5 separate regions of the Mus musculus genome follow, and all the other regions are linked to region 5. The links are chromatin contacts, called in public HiCAR-type, HiChIP or PLAC-seq and promoter capture Hi-C maps. All regions are on one chromosome and are shown on one strand. The core of a region is the stretch at or near the end of the contact, and the rest is flanking DNA. Distances in the headings are between cores, read along the strand shown. Region 1 holds the start of Fryl (FRY like transcription coactivator). Region 2 holds the start of Gabrb1 (gamma-aminobutyric acid (GABA) A receptor, subunit beta 1). Region 3 overlaps Gabrb1 (gamma-aminobutyric acid (GABA) A receptor, subunit beta 1). Region 4 holds the start of Ociad1 (OCIA domain containing 1). Region 5 holds the start of Nipal1 (NIPA-like domain containing 1).

Region 1 (2,716 bases), core at 89-2,588, 610 kb after region 5:
CCGTTTATTTATTCTTTTATTAACACAGCAACCTGGGACTTATATCCTCGAAAGTCTACAAGCAAAGCGATTGTAGGTAATGAGGAACAAAGCTGGACTAGTAGTAAAGCATTCAGGCCCCAGATCGCCTTAGATATCGGCCTCTGCAGACGCAAGAAACGAGGCTCGGCCGGGCCGGGAGAACCTGCCGCCCGGAAGCAACAACTCCCATTAGAAGGCAAAGAAAAGTTGCACGGCTGAGCTCCGGACCGCGAGGAGCCAGCGCCGGTGTCTGCGAAGCCGGTGGCCCGGGCTGCACAGGCCCGGCGGCGGGCGGTGACTTTGGCGTCCGCCGGGCCGACCCCGGCTCCGGAAAGGCGCGGGTCCGGGGGTGCGCCGTCGCTTCAGGCGGAGTGGGCTCTGCGCCCAGGTCCGCACCCCTCCCAGCACCGCAAGCAGTGGGCGGAGAGACGCGGCGGAGGATCGCGGACAATGCCCGGCCGGGCCGGCAACCTCGGCGCGCAGCGCGAGCCCGCCGCCTCTCCTCCCGAGGCCGCCTGCCGGCACCTTCAGCCGGGTCGGATGATCAACCCAGCAGTAGCGCCTGCCGCCACCGCCCCGCCGCCCGCTTCCTCGCCGGGCGGTTCCCGGGTCGCGGTGAACCCGCGGCGTGCGAACCAAGCCGGCGCGCCGAGCGGCGCAGGGAGCGCGCTCAGGGCAGCCGGGCGCGCGGGAAGAGCGGAGCGAGCGTGGAGACGACGGCGCGCGACCAGGGCAGCCGGGAGCGCGGGGAGAGCCGGGCACGGGCCGGGAAGGAGGCGCGCAGCAGAGCGGGGCGCGCGGTGCTCCCCCACGGGTCTGCCGCAGCTCCGACGGGCTTTCGGTTGACCCCGGCTCAGTACCGCGCCCGCGTCCGTTAGGAGCCTCCCCAGTCGGCGCCGCAGCCGCCCATCCCGGTCCGCCTCCCTCGCGGCTCGCAGCAAGAAGGGCAGCCGGGCCAGGGCCGGGGACCCGGGATCCCACGGCCGACGGTCGGCGGGCATCCCGGATCCTACGGCCGACGGTCGGCGGGCATCCCGGATCCTGCCCCCGCGCTGGAAGAGAAAGTGAAATGAAGCGCCTTTCCCCAAACAGCACCTACCAGGTCCCCAGTCCCGTGCAGCTGCCTCGTTCCTCCAGCGCCGCCGGTCCCCGCCCTCGGGCCCCAGGCTCCGTTCTCTTTGACAATGGCGCGTCCCCTTTAAGGAATAATCCGATCGGGACCGATTCGTGGTTAAACCTCCCTCCGACTCTGATTTTAACCGGATTTCTGTCTCTCCCAGAGCCCGACGGGCGCCCGGCAGTGCTGCGAGCTCTGCCCACCCCTTCTCTGCCCCGCCCACCCACTCGCCTTCCTGATTGGCGAAGGATACTACACCAGGAACAGCGGTCCTCGCCCTCCACTGGCCGGCCTCCCCGCCGCTCAGAGTTTCCCCACCTTCGCCCCGCCCCCTCCCCCGGGTTGGACCTACCTCTAATCACTCTCGGTCCTCGCCTCCAACGTTGCTTTGGAGAACTGGCAGTCACGGCTCACCCTCCCGCCTCCGGAAAGCTAACTTTATTTTTATTGGTAGAAAGACATCTTCCTGTGCACCTGATTGGGTAAGAAAAGGCAAGTCTGCACGCCCCTTACCTTTTATCACTCTCCCTGGACGGCTGAAAGACAGTCGTAAAGTCTTCCCTATTTTGGCACCCTCAAAGCCTCTGTACCTTTAAATGTTGGTAGAGGTCGAGCACAAACAACCTATACTGAGGAAGGCGGGAAAGAGAGGTGGAAAGGATGCAAAAATCTTCAGATAAAAAGCACACCACAGCAGCTGCGGGATCCTGAGAGCCCAATCCTATTTCGTGAATGGAGTGAGAACACCTGAAATCCTAATACTGGCTCCTGAGAATTAATCAAGTTCACACTCCCTGTCTACTCTGCTCACATCCTTGACTTCCTGGCTTTACGCACCCGGAAGAATTAACGAAGGTGTCTTCAAACCCAGGGGTTTCCTTGTTTATCTTGCAATAGGACGTTCAGAAAAGCGTTAAGTTCTTCCCATTAGAAGTTCCGTTTAGGTCACGTCCTGTGTGTCATACTGGCATTTGCGCGGGACTATGCTATTTTTTATTATTTTTAAAAATTGTTTGGAAAGATTAAACATATATTCCTCTTTGCTGATATTCTCAAAGTTCCTCTTGTTACAAATGTGGACACCAGAGGGCTAGTCTTTGAAGGACAGTGGCACCTTTCCGGGGAAAGCACATCTACCCAAAGGAAGAGGGAGAAGTCTCGCCAGGAGAAACCTGAGTGGCAGAACCCTGCTCATTAAAGGAGAGGAATCCTGCGACAACCTCGGGATCTGCATTAACTTAGCACCAGGTTCCTACCCCAGATATAGGAAACGAAGGTTATTTCCAAAAAACCTGAGTGTGGTTATGGCTTTCGGACCCGCCAAGAAATAGTAAGGAACAGGTTAAGTGTTCTCTCTATTTTCTATGGTCTTTGATACTTTTGACGATCCTTTGACGACGTCAGAGGATCCCTACAGGTGCAGCAGTCACCTCCAGTAGTGCCAAGAAAGTGGCTGTGCCCAATGCCGCCCTAGACCAGACCAGCTTAGAGAGAGGGAAATAAGCATAGACAGTTGAGAGATAAGGCTTTTTTCCTGAACTCAGAGAGCCATTATTATCGAGGAGCAGTAAGAGAGGC
Region 2 (2,827 bases), core at 260-2,759, 950 kb before region 5:
GGTTTGAATGAGATGACCCGTGTTGTATGCACAAGAACAATGACATAGCAAGTGGGAAATGTCAATGATCCTTATAACTGTTCTACCAGATTTTTTTTCTCTAAAATTAACTCTTACTTAAATGTTCAGTGTCTCCTGAATCTAAATGATCTCCTCGACTTTCCTCCACATCCCATCATCCACCATCACTTTCTCCGCCCCCCCCCACAATGGATCTCTTTTGCATACAGTTATAGAAGTACTTTTTCCAGTCTGTAAGATTTAGTACATACTGTTCTCCCTCAAGAAGAATTCCCCTTCCTTGCCAGACAAAAGCTTTGTCTTCTGTTCTTTGTTTGCTTGTTTGTTTGTTTTTTCTTCTCCTCTAAGGTAATTTTTAGTGCTTCTTGGTTTGGTAATAATTCTTCAGTTTACACAGACAATATCAGGAAGAAGTGATTTCTTTTTGCTTATCTTTGTAAGGGGTTTGTGAAAAGTTTACTCTAAGTTTCAGAATACCTAGTATCAAATGAAGACTTGATATATGCTATTTAACAAAGGGCATGAATCCATCCCAGAATCTCCAACCACCTAACATGTTTTTTAGTGATATGTACTGAATTGCATTTCCTAACTTCCCTTTATTTGAAAGAAGATTGGCTTTTCCCGGGCTGCATAAGGCATATTAGACTGAGGATGTTCAGTGTTCAATTTAGGGATTAAGAACAGGAGCTAGCACACTGACAGTTATAAGCAAAAAGCTTGGGCGACTAAAACCTACAAGATTTACCAGCAAAGGTCCTGGAAAAAAAGATTGATTGCCAGGGTTGCTTCATTCTTCTTCTCTTCACTTCCCATTCCAAGTGGACTGATGGAGATGGGAGCTAAAGGAAAAGCATACATTTAAAAGTTAGTCAGTTCTCTCCTCCCCCCCCCCCCCCTCCAATTCCACAAGCAAGCAGCTGTCTTCATAACCTCCGAAGAGAGGACAAGACTCCCAAACCCTCCCTGTGTTTCCTCCTCCCCACCCCCAAACTCCTTTTCCGGGCCGGCCGGCCGGGCAGTCTCTGCCCACTCCCCTCCCCAGCACCCTCCCCATCTTTTCTACAGACAACCAGAGAACCATCTCCAGACTTCTTGTTCTAGGACCTCTATAACTGTCAACAAAAGATGCCAGACAGCCTTAGCCAGATCATTGAAAGCCCTGTTTTAAAAAAGAAAAAAAAAAGAAGGAAAAGAAAAGAAAGAAGGAAAAGAAAAGGAAAAAGAAAAAAATTCAAGCTTAGGACAGGAGGGAAAGGAACACAGCAAACCACAGCTCAGGAAAACTGGGCACACACACACACACACAGGCACGTTGGCTCCTTTGCATAGAGACAGCAGGTTGTATTCGACTACCCAGAGAACGCGGAGCACCTCAGACAGGAACTTTAAAGGGATTGAAATCTGTTGCCTGTTCCACTAGGAATATTGTTTGCAAGGCACAAGGTGTCTTTTGGTAGTGAGTACCCTCTGCGCATGCGCAGGTCCATTCGGGAATTACTGCCCAGCCGCCGACTAAGTTGCATTCCTTGAATCTTCGCAGAAAAGACAATTCTTTCATCAGAGTTAGGAATGTGGACAGTACAAAATCGAGAGAGTTTGGGGCTTCTCTCTTTTCCCGTGATGGTTGCTATGGTTTGTTGTGCACACAGGTGAGCTGCCTGCTTCAATCTCTCTCTCTTTTTTTTTCCTTGGTGATTTTCTTCTTCTTCTTTTATTTTTTATTTTCCCGTGCCTGCTGGATCATGTATCTTGTTATTTGGGGGTAGGTGTGCCTGGATCTTTTTTTATGTCTGTTTTCAGTTTGTGATCTTTCTGAATACGGTCCCTACTTCTTCCCTTCAGCTCCAATGAACCCAGCAACATGTCATACGTGAAAGAGACAGTGGACCGACTGCTCAAAGGATATGACATTCGCTTGCGGCCGGACTTTGGAGGTAATGCTTCTTCATTTTTTTTTTCAACCTGTTACCCATCCCTAGTTCACCTTTTCTGTCAGATATAATGCCTCCTTCCCCATTTTACCGTTCCTGTAAACGTGCAATACTACGCCCTGCGCGCACACACACACACACACACACACACACACACACACACACACACACACACCACGCACTATCCCCAATCTCAGGTGGACGTATCCTCAGGCTGAGCTGTCCCTCTCTTCAAGCCGACACACCCTCTGCACTGTCACTGCATCACGCGTGTGCCCACACCTGTTTTCTCCCGCTGTCCCCTACAACAGGAAAGGGGTAGGGAGGGAGCCTGCTTAGTCTGTAATAAGATCTGGGAAGCCCCCAATGTCCCCTCAGCTCCCTGCCACTCAAAGACTGTCTTTGCTGTGGTCCACCTCCCTGGCAGGGCCCCCGGTGGACGTCGGGATGCGGATCGATGTCGCCAGCATAGACATGGTCTCGGAAGTGAATATGGTGAGTGGCCTCCCCAAGGGCTCGGCGGCCGGCCGAGCTTACGCAGATGAGAAATGAACCAGTTCCCCGTCCTCTGCTTTTCATTGGTGGTCACCTCGGCCCTGGTCCCCAGGGTCCCCACTCCGCGCGTACGCCCCACTCCAGTACACACACTGTCGGTCGCCCCACAGTTTGTATTTTCGACACACACACAGGCTACCGCAGTGCTCCGAAGGAGACGTACTCCGCACTATTTTGGGAAGGAAGGGGGACTGTTGCGCCGGTGGATTGGCTGGGGCGGAGTCTGAGCCTTACTTTAGCCGGGTCTCCCCGACTGTCGGGCTGTGCAGGGCACCATCTGCCGGCGGCCAAGTGGTGTACAGTGGGTTCCCCCGGAC
Region 3 (2,767 bases), core at 37-2,536, 510 kb before region 5:
AGAATGAAAACACAGCTTCCAACCCCCAGTTCCTTGCTCTGCCATGCTTACATCCTTCCTGACTTTATCTCAGTTGCTTGCTTTCACGAAACTTCCTGTACCTAGCAATAAGTTCTCCCTCTGATGAAACCATTACATCAGCATTTAATAGGAAACATGACATCATGATTTCCAATATCATCAATGCACCTCAATGAGGTATGTGCCTTAATAATCTGTTTTATGTTTTGCTTGAGTATTTCAGACCTAGAAGCCGTATGTTCAATTCATCTTCTAAAGTATACATCCTTATCACTTCAGCTCCACGACTTCAGCAACAAACTTCCTCAGGTGTGACTTTTCCATGCATTATATGGTATGAACACTACACACACACACACACACACACACACACACACACACACACACACACACACACACACACATTTAGGCTAGAGCTGCATCCCACACAGACAAAGAGAAGCATTAGCAGCCCCTCCTGTGAGATGTCATCTTCCCAGGCCTCCAAGTGTAAACTCTCCAATTTAGAAGGCATTGTGCTATAATCCAATACCTTTGACTTCTTCACTCTACCTCAAAAATCTGCCTTTTTAATCTTCCTTCCTTCCCTCATCAGCTGTTTTGACATCCCATCTTGACACAAGTTAACTAATGATTTATTTTTTTTACCTTGAACTACAAACTCAAAAAGGAATATTTTAACTTACATGTTTGTGGCCTGGGTGTCCATATGAGGAGTGCATGTGCCCACGAAGGTCAGAATAGGGCACTGGATGGATCTCCTGGAGCTGCAGTTGGAGGAGGTTGGGAGCCACCTGACCTGGGTATTGGCAACTGAAAGCTGCAGTAAGCGATCTTAACTGCTCTGCCTCGTTCCCAGTGAGACTCTAGATTTGTAAGGAGTTTTAAAAGAGACTTGTCTTTTAAAATGTTTAAATGTTCCAAGAAGGTGGGACTTTTAGATTTATGGTTTATATTGTGATATTAACAAGAGATCTTGAGGAATATACAGGAAAGGAAAGGTTACTGGTTTAATACTGCTTTGTCTGTCAAGTTGACAAGGGGGTCAGCTGTACTGGTGAGTTTTCCATCCTCTTGACTCTAGTGGAAGCCAGTCTGCTAAGAGCAAAGTTCAGTTGAGAAAAGTGCCTCATCAGATTGGTCTGTAGGCAAGTCTGTAGGGGGCATTTTCTTGATTCATGATTGATGTGGGAGGGCCTAACCCATTGTGGGTGGTACTGCCCCTGGAAGGAAGTCCTGGATTGTTTTTTTTTTAATGCAAACAGAGAGAGCCATGGGGAGCAAGCAGGTAAACAGTGTTCCTCCTTCAGTTCCTGGCTCCAGGCCTGCCCTGCTTACGCTCCTGCTCTGACTTCCCTCCATTGGTGGGTCATAACTTGGGAGCTGTAAGATTAAATAAGCCCTCTCCTCCTCCGAGTTTCTTTGGTCATGGTGTTTTACCACAGCAATGGAAAGCAAACAAGCACCAGGAAATATGTGCTGGCTAGGTTCTATTGCTAATTTGACACAACCTTGAACCACCTAGAAAAAGAATCAATAGAAGAATTGCCCAATTCAGACTGGCCTGGATTCGTGTCTGTGAGGGGATTATCTTGATAGTTCTTGCCGAACAGACTGGTCCACTGTGGATAACACCATGCCTAGGCATGTGGGCCTCAGCTGTATAGGAAAACTACCTGATTAAGCTAGAGAGCCAGCAAGCAGTTCCTCCATCATTCCTGTCTCCAAGTTTTCCATTGAGTCCCTGACCTGATTTCCCTCAATAATGAATTATAATCTCAAAGTGTAAACTAAACAACTCCTTCCCTTCCCAAGTAGTTTTTGGTCAAAGTAATTTTTAACAATGTCTTAATTATGATTTCTATTGCTGCAATGAAAAACCATAACCAAAATGCAAGTTGGGGAGGAAAGGCTTTACTCAGCTTACACTTCCACATTGCTCTTCATCACCCAAGGATGTCAGGGTAAGAACTCAAGCAGGGCAGGATCTTGGAGGCAGGAGTTGATGCAGAGGCCATGGAGGGGTGCTGCTTCCTGGCTTGTTCCCTATGGCTTGCTCAGCCTGCTTTCTTATAGAACCTAGGACCGCTGGCCCTGAAATGGCACCACCCACAATAGACTGAGTTCTCCCGCATCAATCAATAATGTAAAAATGCCCTTTAGATTTATGGTTTATATTGTGATATTAACAAGAGATCTTGGGAATACACAGGAAAGGAAAGGTTACTGGTTTAATACTGCTTTGTCTGTCAAGTTGACAAGGGGGTCAGCTGTACTGGTGAGTTTTCCATCCTCTTGATTCTAGCGGAAGCCAGTCTGCAAAGAGCAAAGCTCAACTGAGAAATGCCTCATCAGGCAGAGATGATCTTATGGAGGCATTGTCTCCATTGAAGTTTCTTCCTTTCAGAGAACTCTAGTTCGTGTTTTAAGTTGACTTAAAACTAGCCATCACAAACAGCAACAGAAATCAAATTAGAACTAGATAGGTAGTGAAAGAAGAAAAATAATAGATGATGATGATAATGATGGTGATAGATAGATAGATAGATAGATAGATAGATAGATAGATAGATGGATGCATGGATCATACAGATGAATGGATGGTACATAGGTAATTGATAGATGGAAGTAAATAGATAATAGAAGGGTAAAGATAGAGAAATAAAAAATAGATATATAGAATAATAACATAAGTGATAGAATATAGATAACTAAGTGGGTGATAAGTCATTGGGGGATGGTTTTC
Region 4 (2,700 bases), core at 139-2,638, 640 kb after region 5:
GTTAAAGACTCTTCCAGGGATGTCTCTATTCCTCTCAAAGAACAATGGCAAATGGAAGGAATAATTCCATCAAGTCATGCTTGGTGAACTAATGAGCTTAATTAAAGTTACTTTCCAAATCATGGGCAGCTTGCCAGCTATGCCTCTTAATACATCTTTCTCCCAAGCATATATGCTCAATTTTGTACCTTTGAGAAAAGGATGTGCCTCTGAGCTCTTGACTCTTCAGGAGGGCATGTTCGTGGAAGCAATCTTTTGAGGGTCTCCAGTGGGTACACCACAGCTGCTCTGATCACAAGGATGGAACCCAAGGCTTTCACAGCTGAGCTTAAAGTTCCGTGATTTCTGGTGATCCCCACGTTCCTGGTGCCATAGCAAGGGTCTAAGATGGTTAACAAATCCTATCGCCTTTCTCCATTGGATGGGCATCAGCTTCCAGGAAGGCTTTGGAGCTCACCCAAGTTATGTTTGAGTTCGTCCTTAGTGTGGGGTTCAGGAGCCATAGAGGTCTAGCCATGACTCCGGATTCATGTTTTACATGACTTTCTCTCTTAAATAAGCATACAGACAAGTTCGTGGATGCCATAGAACCAGTGAAAAACATATGAAATGAGGAATGGTGGGAAGTCTGACAATTATAGGAGTTCATAACTTCGTGGGCTGGAGCTATCAGAGGTATCAACGATATACTTTCAGGACTTGGTTCAGTATACGCACTCAGTAAACATGCCTAGGATCAGTGTAAGAAATGAATAGTTGGTGGTTAGGAGTGGCAGCCTGAGCTCTGACGAAAAGTTGGTCTCCTAGCATTAAAATATAGTCTCCTGGTAATACAGCCCCAGAGCCTAAACTCCTTTTCAGACTTGTTTTAACCCAAAACTGTGAAACACACATTATTTCTGTTATTCAGATGAGTAAATTCTGAGTCTCCGAGTTGGAGTGTATCCTGACTCTAGTGTTAGAATCAATCGGACACTAGACTGGAGGTTCTGACAGTTAACTTAAGAGTTCACGCTTAAAATTCACTACCTAGCCTAGAGGCTTAAAGCATAAGAAAATTTCTGTAAATCTTAAAATTAGGGAAGTCCAAGGAAAGTCATGGGATAAGGAGGGGACTTGAGGATGGAGGGGTTCCAAAATGTCCCTACTGGCTTGTCACTGAACAGTCTCTGGGGTATGTCACAAGAGCATCGAACCTAGAGGCAGAGCTGAGCTGCAGGCCTTAACTCGCGCAGCCGCAGTGCAGCTCTGGAGCGCCGCGGCCTGGGGCGGGGTGGGGGGCGGTGAAAGGGGCGGGACTAGTTGGACGGGGCGTGATCGACATCCGTGAGTATTGAGAAACTGGCCCGCCGCTGTTTCCCAGCGCTGTCCTGACGTCATTTCCCGTCAAGGGTACTGCTTCCGGGTGTCGGCCTGCTGGCGCTCGTGTGTGGGTGACATCTTGGCGATCGCTTGGAAGCTGCCCTCTTTCCCCTCCCCGCTTCCCGCGTTGTCCGCTGTGCCTGTCTCTGGGGTCCTCTCCCGGCCTCTACCCCGGGTCCTGCTCCCAGCGTTGCCGCCTCCATCGTGAGGTGGGTGTGGTGGCGCGGCTTTCCGCCAGTCTCCCACCCTCGCCCGCAGCCGCCATTTTCCTGCCCGGAGGTGTCCGGTCGCACTGCGGGCCTGGGCTCTGCTGCAGCGCCGGTGACTCGGGCACCGGGAGACCTGCATGGAGGGGTGGGGAAAGCCGCGATGGCCGAGGTGGGGTGGCAGGTCAGGGACAGGAGTGCTGGCGTCCGCGGCTACTGCCTCGCTTGAGCCTTGTTCTTTATGATTACAGCTTTGAGCTGTAGTGATCAGACAGGTCGCACTGCCCTCCAGCCTCCCTGGGGACGAGATTTTCTTTCTTTCTTTTTTTTTTTTTTTCTTTTTTGGTAGGGTTTTGCAGTTTGAGAAGCTTCCTCTGAATGCTTCATCTGTCCAAGAGTTCAGTTTACCTTTTCTGAAACCTTTTTCTTTGAAGGGATATAGGTATGCAATAGGTGATGATTTTAGTGACTAAACGAATTACAGAAAGGTGCTTTGCTGTTGGCATCCAGTAAGTCATACTGCGATGCGTTTGTTTCAGCGAAGACGTACTCCTTATTTTGTCTGAAATGCTGAGGTCTAAGTTTAAAGGAAGGCGAAAGAATATATTTGCTCTTGGATTTTAAAATTTATTTAAGATGTTTGAAGATTACTTGGGCTGGTACAGGGAAGTTTGCCATTAGCGTAGCTACCTGCAGAAAATGTGACGTCATTATTTTTTGACTGCTGAGTTAGGGGATACAATGCAGTTTCGTTTTAATTGGAAACCTAGAAGTGACTTGAGGTTTTTCCCTAATCATTTGGATATGGTTGTAGTTTTTGTTTTGTTTTTGAGTCAAGGTACAGAATAATGTGAAATAACATAACCTAGCCTTAGAAGGGAATTTTTTTCCATTGTTTTGATGTACCCGTTTTTCAATCAAAGGGTCGAATGTGAATAATTAGTTCAGATATGTTTATGACCCTTTTTCATTCAGTTATTTTTTTATGTCAGGTAGTTGAAATGTAAAAGTCGGGGCCTGAAGAGATAACTCAGCAGGTAAGAGCACTGGCCCTTGCAGAGTTTCCAGTACCCACATGTCCTATCACAGTATCACAACCATCTGGAACTCCCAGTTCCTGGGGATCAGGTGT
Region 5 (2,700 bases), core at 156-2,655:
ATTCGTGTGCAAACAAAGAAAACTCATGAATCTCAAAGGAACATTCTCAAGGCTTTTTTTAAGTGAAGATATAAAGCATAAAGTGGAAAATAACAACAGCTATTATCATTTTGAATGCTTTTAATATAAATTAAACAATTTTTTATAAAGTGCTTAGGGTTAGGGTTTGCCACATTGTAACTGATGTTTGTTAAATAGTAAGAAGTACCTGGGATCAGATTTATTATCATTGCCAGTCTATGGTGAAGACAAAACGTGAAATCTGATGTCCAAAGAAAGCATCTAAGTAGATGTCTACTTCACAAGGCTTCCAATTCAAAACTGGCTTAAACCGTCTTTGCCACTTCCACCTGATCCTGCCCCTCCCCCATTCTTTTTCCACAGGTCATGCCCATAGACAAAAAGTATGCATCTTAAACTACTGACTAATTTGGTTTTAAGTTTTGTCTCATAAACCTGAAAACAAGAAAAGCAAGATGGATCTCTGCAGTGAAACTCTTAGGCAATAAAGTTAATTCTAGCTGTTCGTGAATACCTAGAGCCTATGGGGGTACAGCAGTCAAGCGCAAAGGCACCCCAGAAAAACACACAATCTCGGCTCTTCCGGCTGAGGGCTTCAGCAGTAAGTGTGACCACTTCATGAGGCATAATAAATACCTCGTGACTAAGTTACTTCACCGCTTTCTCTACCTTATCCTTATCCCTCACCTGCAAACTGTAGTTAATAAATTGTGCTGTAAATTGTAATGAGTTGACTCATGCATGTTATGTAGTGTACTGCTGGAATATCATGAACTTCAGCGTGGGAACAGGTCTTCTCAGTTTGGGCATTGCTGATCCCTGAAAAGCTTATTTCATATACGACTGGGCGTGGGGATAAGGCAGCTGGGTGGGTGGAGAGGGAAATGCCTGATTGTTGAAAACAGGTAAGCACGGGTATTGTAAGACAAGGAGGACAACGGCGTGCACGAGAGAGCAGAAGCACCAAGCCTGTTCGAAAAAAATCCCAGAATAAACTTTAGCATGGACTCAGCACAGAACTCCAGCAGACAGCGCCTTGTGCCACAAAAGCCAGTGATGAGAAAGACCCACTGACGTTGGCCAGCACTTCGTCTGCTCCAGGACAACCAGAAGGGGGCCTCGGGACAGCCTCTCCATCACTAAATTCCCCGAGTGACTTCGGCAGCATCCACGCTGTAACCTCATCTCCTCCTGGCAGGTGTTTCTGGACTAAGCACCTGTGCAGCTCCCGGGTCCACCCTGCAGACACCGGTGACTGAAGGAACTTCTGCGGCGATGAGCGAGCGGTGGGCGGAAAATGAGCCTCAAACCACCCCATGCCCCACCCAGTCACTCTCATTGGCTGAGCCTGCCACGGGGGCGGAGGCAGCGCACACCCTTCGCTGACTCCACCGATCCGCCGGAACGAAAGCGGGTCCCGGGACACTGGTGTGTGAGAAACTATTGCTAGCACAGAGGAAGCCCGGTCCCCAGGCCATGGGGGTACAGCTGAGGCTGCCACCCGGAGAGCCCTGCCATGAAGGTGAGTGTCAGTCCCAGCGGTGGGACAGTTGGGTCACTTGGGTAGCTGGGAGCCCAGATGCGAGGTCTCAAAACTAGACTCAGAAAAATGTGCGGATTCTTAACGCGCCGTCTTCTAATCATTTAGTATTCCAGTCGTCCAGTCGGCTGTCCCACCAACGGGACAGTAAATACTTAGCTGAGCCCACTGCACTCCAGACTCTGTGGGGAAGCCCAAGTCGGAGCAGGACAGAAGTGACGCCCACTTAGTCCCCCGGCTGGCTCAATGTTGATTACGTCCTACTGAGTGTGTGGCAGGGAAATTCAGGATGCTTGCTGAGGGCAGATTCCAGGGTTTGATCCAGGAGGAGGTTTCCTGGCTCAGCCTCAACTCCGGAGTACATGGCAGAGGGCGTGCCGGGGATCCCGTGGGCTTCCCACAGTGCTCCCTGAACACACTGTGCCTGAGTCCCACGGAGAGATCGCTCAGGTATGACTTACTGGGCAATCCTTTGAGTAGGGTGACTACTCCAACAGGGAACTGGGAGTGCCCTTTTGTTAGTTCTTCCTCAGGGCTAGACTGGGATTTCCAGCCCACACCTTGCCTGGTAAAACCCCTGGGCCCCACCCCTTGACCTTTGCCAGATGTTCCTCACTTCCACTGGCTTCTTGCAGTCTCTACACAGAAGGTCAGAGAAAACTGAATGGAAGTAAGGGGAAAGGTGGGGCAACCTTGGGAAATGTGCATTGCAAACGAAATTATCGGTTTTTTTTTTAATCCCCACTGGTGTCAGGTCATTTCTAACCTACTTGCTAACGACTCAAAGAAGCTGTCTGGTAAGACCTGTGCCTTACAGTGAGTGCTTCCCAGCCTAATGCTACGACCATGTAACTACAGCTCCTCGTGTTGTAGAGATTCGTGTCCTTGCTTCTTGGCCTTTCCAGCTTATAACTTAACGAGGGAATAGAAAGAAAAGGGGGGAGAGACAGAAGAAGAGAGAGGACTCATCAAATCCCAGCTAGTAAGAAAGGGGAAAGGTGTGTAAAAGAAAATGTGCAACAATTCACAAACTATCCCCACATTGAGACCGGTATCCCTAAGGCAGCTGCATCTAGGGTTGTTTCCTAGACAGTCATGCGCTTAGTGGCAGTTGGTCCCTTTTCTAAATAATTCTGGAG

The links. Promoter capture Hi-C pulls out the DNA fragments that hold promoters and counts their contacts. HiCAR-type assays count read pairs that join an accessible place to other places. HiChIP or PLAC-seq counts read pairs in DNA pulled down with a chosen protein or histone mark.
Region 1: a contact with region 5 is called in an H3K27ac HiChIP or PLAC-seq map of thymic regulatory T cells, with 4 times the contacts expected there. The contact joins the promoter of Fryl here to the promoter of Nipal1 in region 5. A contact is called at or near these places in 2 of 39 promoter capture datasets (cranial neural crest and pre-B cells), 2 of 484 Hi-C or Micro-C datasets (CD4 T cells and CD8 T cells) and 3 of 115 datasets of contacts at active chromatin or transcription factors (memory CD8 T cells, microglia and thymic regulatory T cells).
Region 2: a contact with region 5 is called in a HiCAR-type map of astrocytes, with 3 times the contacts expected there. The contact joins the promoter of Gabrb1 here to the promoter of Nipal1 in region 5.
Region 3: a contact with region 5 is called in a promoter capture Hi-C map of embryonic stem cells, with 2.9 times the contacts expected there. The contact joins the enhancer-like site here to the promoter of Nipal1 in region 5. A contact is called at or near these places in 6 of 39 promoter capture datasets (the HPC-7 cell line, cranial neural crest, embryonic stem cells and 2 more) and 1 of 9 other capture datasets (adipose tissue).
Region 4: a promoter capture Hi-C map of pre-B cells shows a contact between it and region 5, with 2.1 times the contacts expected there. The contact joins the promoter of Ociad1 here to the promoter of Nipal1 in region 5. A contact is called at or near these places in 2 of 39 promoter capture datasets (pre-B cells and stem cell-derived epiblast-like cells), 1 of 484 Hi-C or Micro-C datasets (CD4 T cells), 2 of 115 datasets of contacts at active chromatin or transcription factors (effector CD8 T cells and memory CD8 T cells) and 1 of 9 other capture datasets (pancreatic islet).

Annotation. Positions count from the first base shown.
Region 1 is chr5:73,255,280-73,257,995 of GRCm38.p6, forward strand. Fryl (FRY like transcription coactivator) reads right to left here and starts at 1,339. Exons shown (of 63, transcript NM_028194.2): 1 at 1,121-1,339.
Region 2 is chr5:71,698,423-71,701,249 of GRCm38.p6, forward strand. It overlaps Gabrb1 (gamma-aminobutyric acid (GABA) A receptor, subunit beta 1), which reads left to right and starts at 1,510. Exons shown (of 9, transcript NM_008069.5): 1 at 1,510-1,673; 2 at 1,867-1,958; 3 at 2,383-2,450. The coding sequence starts at 1,594. Gm38562 (a long non-coding RNA gene) reads right to left here. Exons shown (of 4, transcript XR_868471.1): 3 at 770-863.
Region 3 is chr5:72,132,860-72,135,626 of GRCm38.p6, forward strand. The region is part of intron 8 of Gabrb1 (gamma-aminobutyric acid (GABA) A receptor, subunit beta 1); the gene reads left to right. Among named protein-coding and RNA genes, the nearest start is that of Commd8, 34 kb to the right of the region's middle. Within about 2 kb of position 1,287, at least 1 of the 459 cell types and tissues checked has an H3K27ac peak or open chromatin away from gene starts, as enhancers often do. A contact at or near this core is called in embryonic stem cells, where this site is marked.
Region 4 is chr5:73,291,406-73,294,105 of GRCm38.p6, forward strand. Ociad1 (OCIA domain containing 1) reads left to right here and starts at 1,389. Exons shown (of 9, transcript NM_023429.4): 1 at 1,389-1,571.
Region 5 is chr5:72,646,391-72,649,090 of GRCm38.p6, forward strand. Nipal1 (NIPA-like domain containing 1) reads left to right here and starts at 1,406. Exons shown (of 6, transcript NM_001081205.1): 1 at 1,406-1,543. The coding sequence starts at 1,498.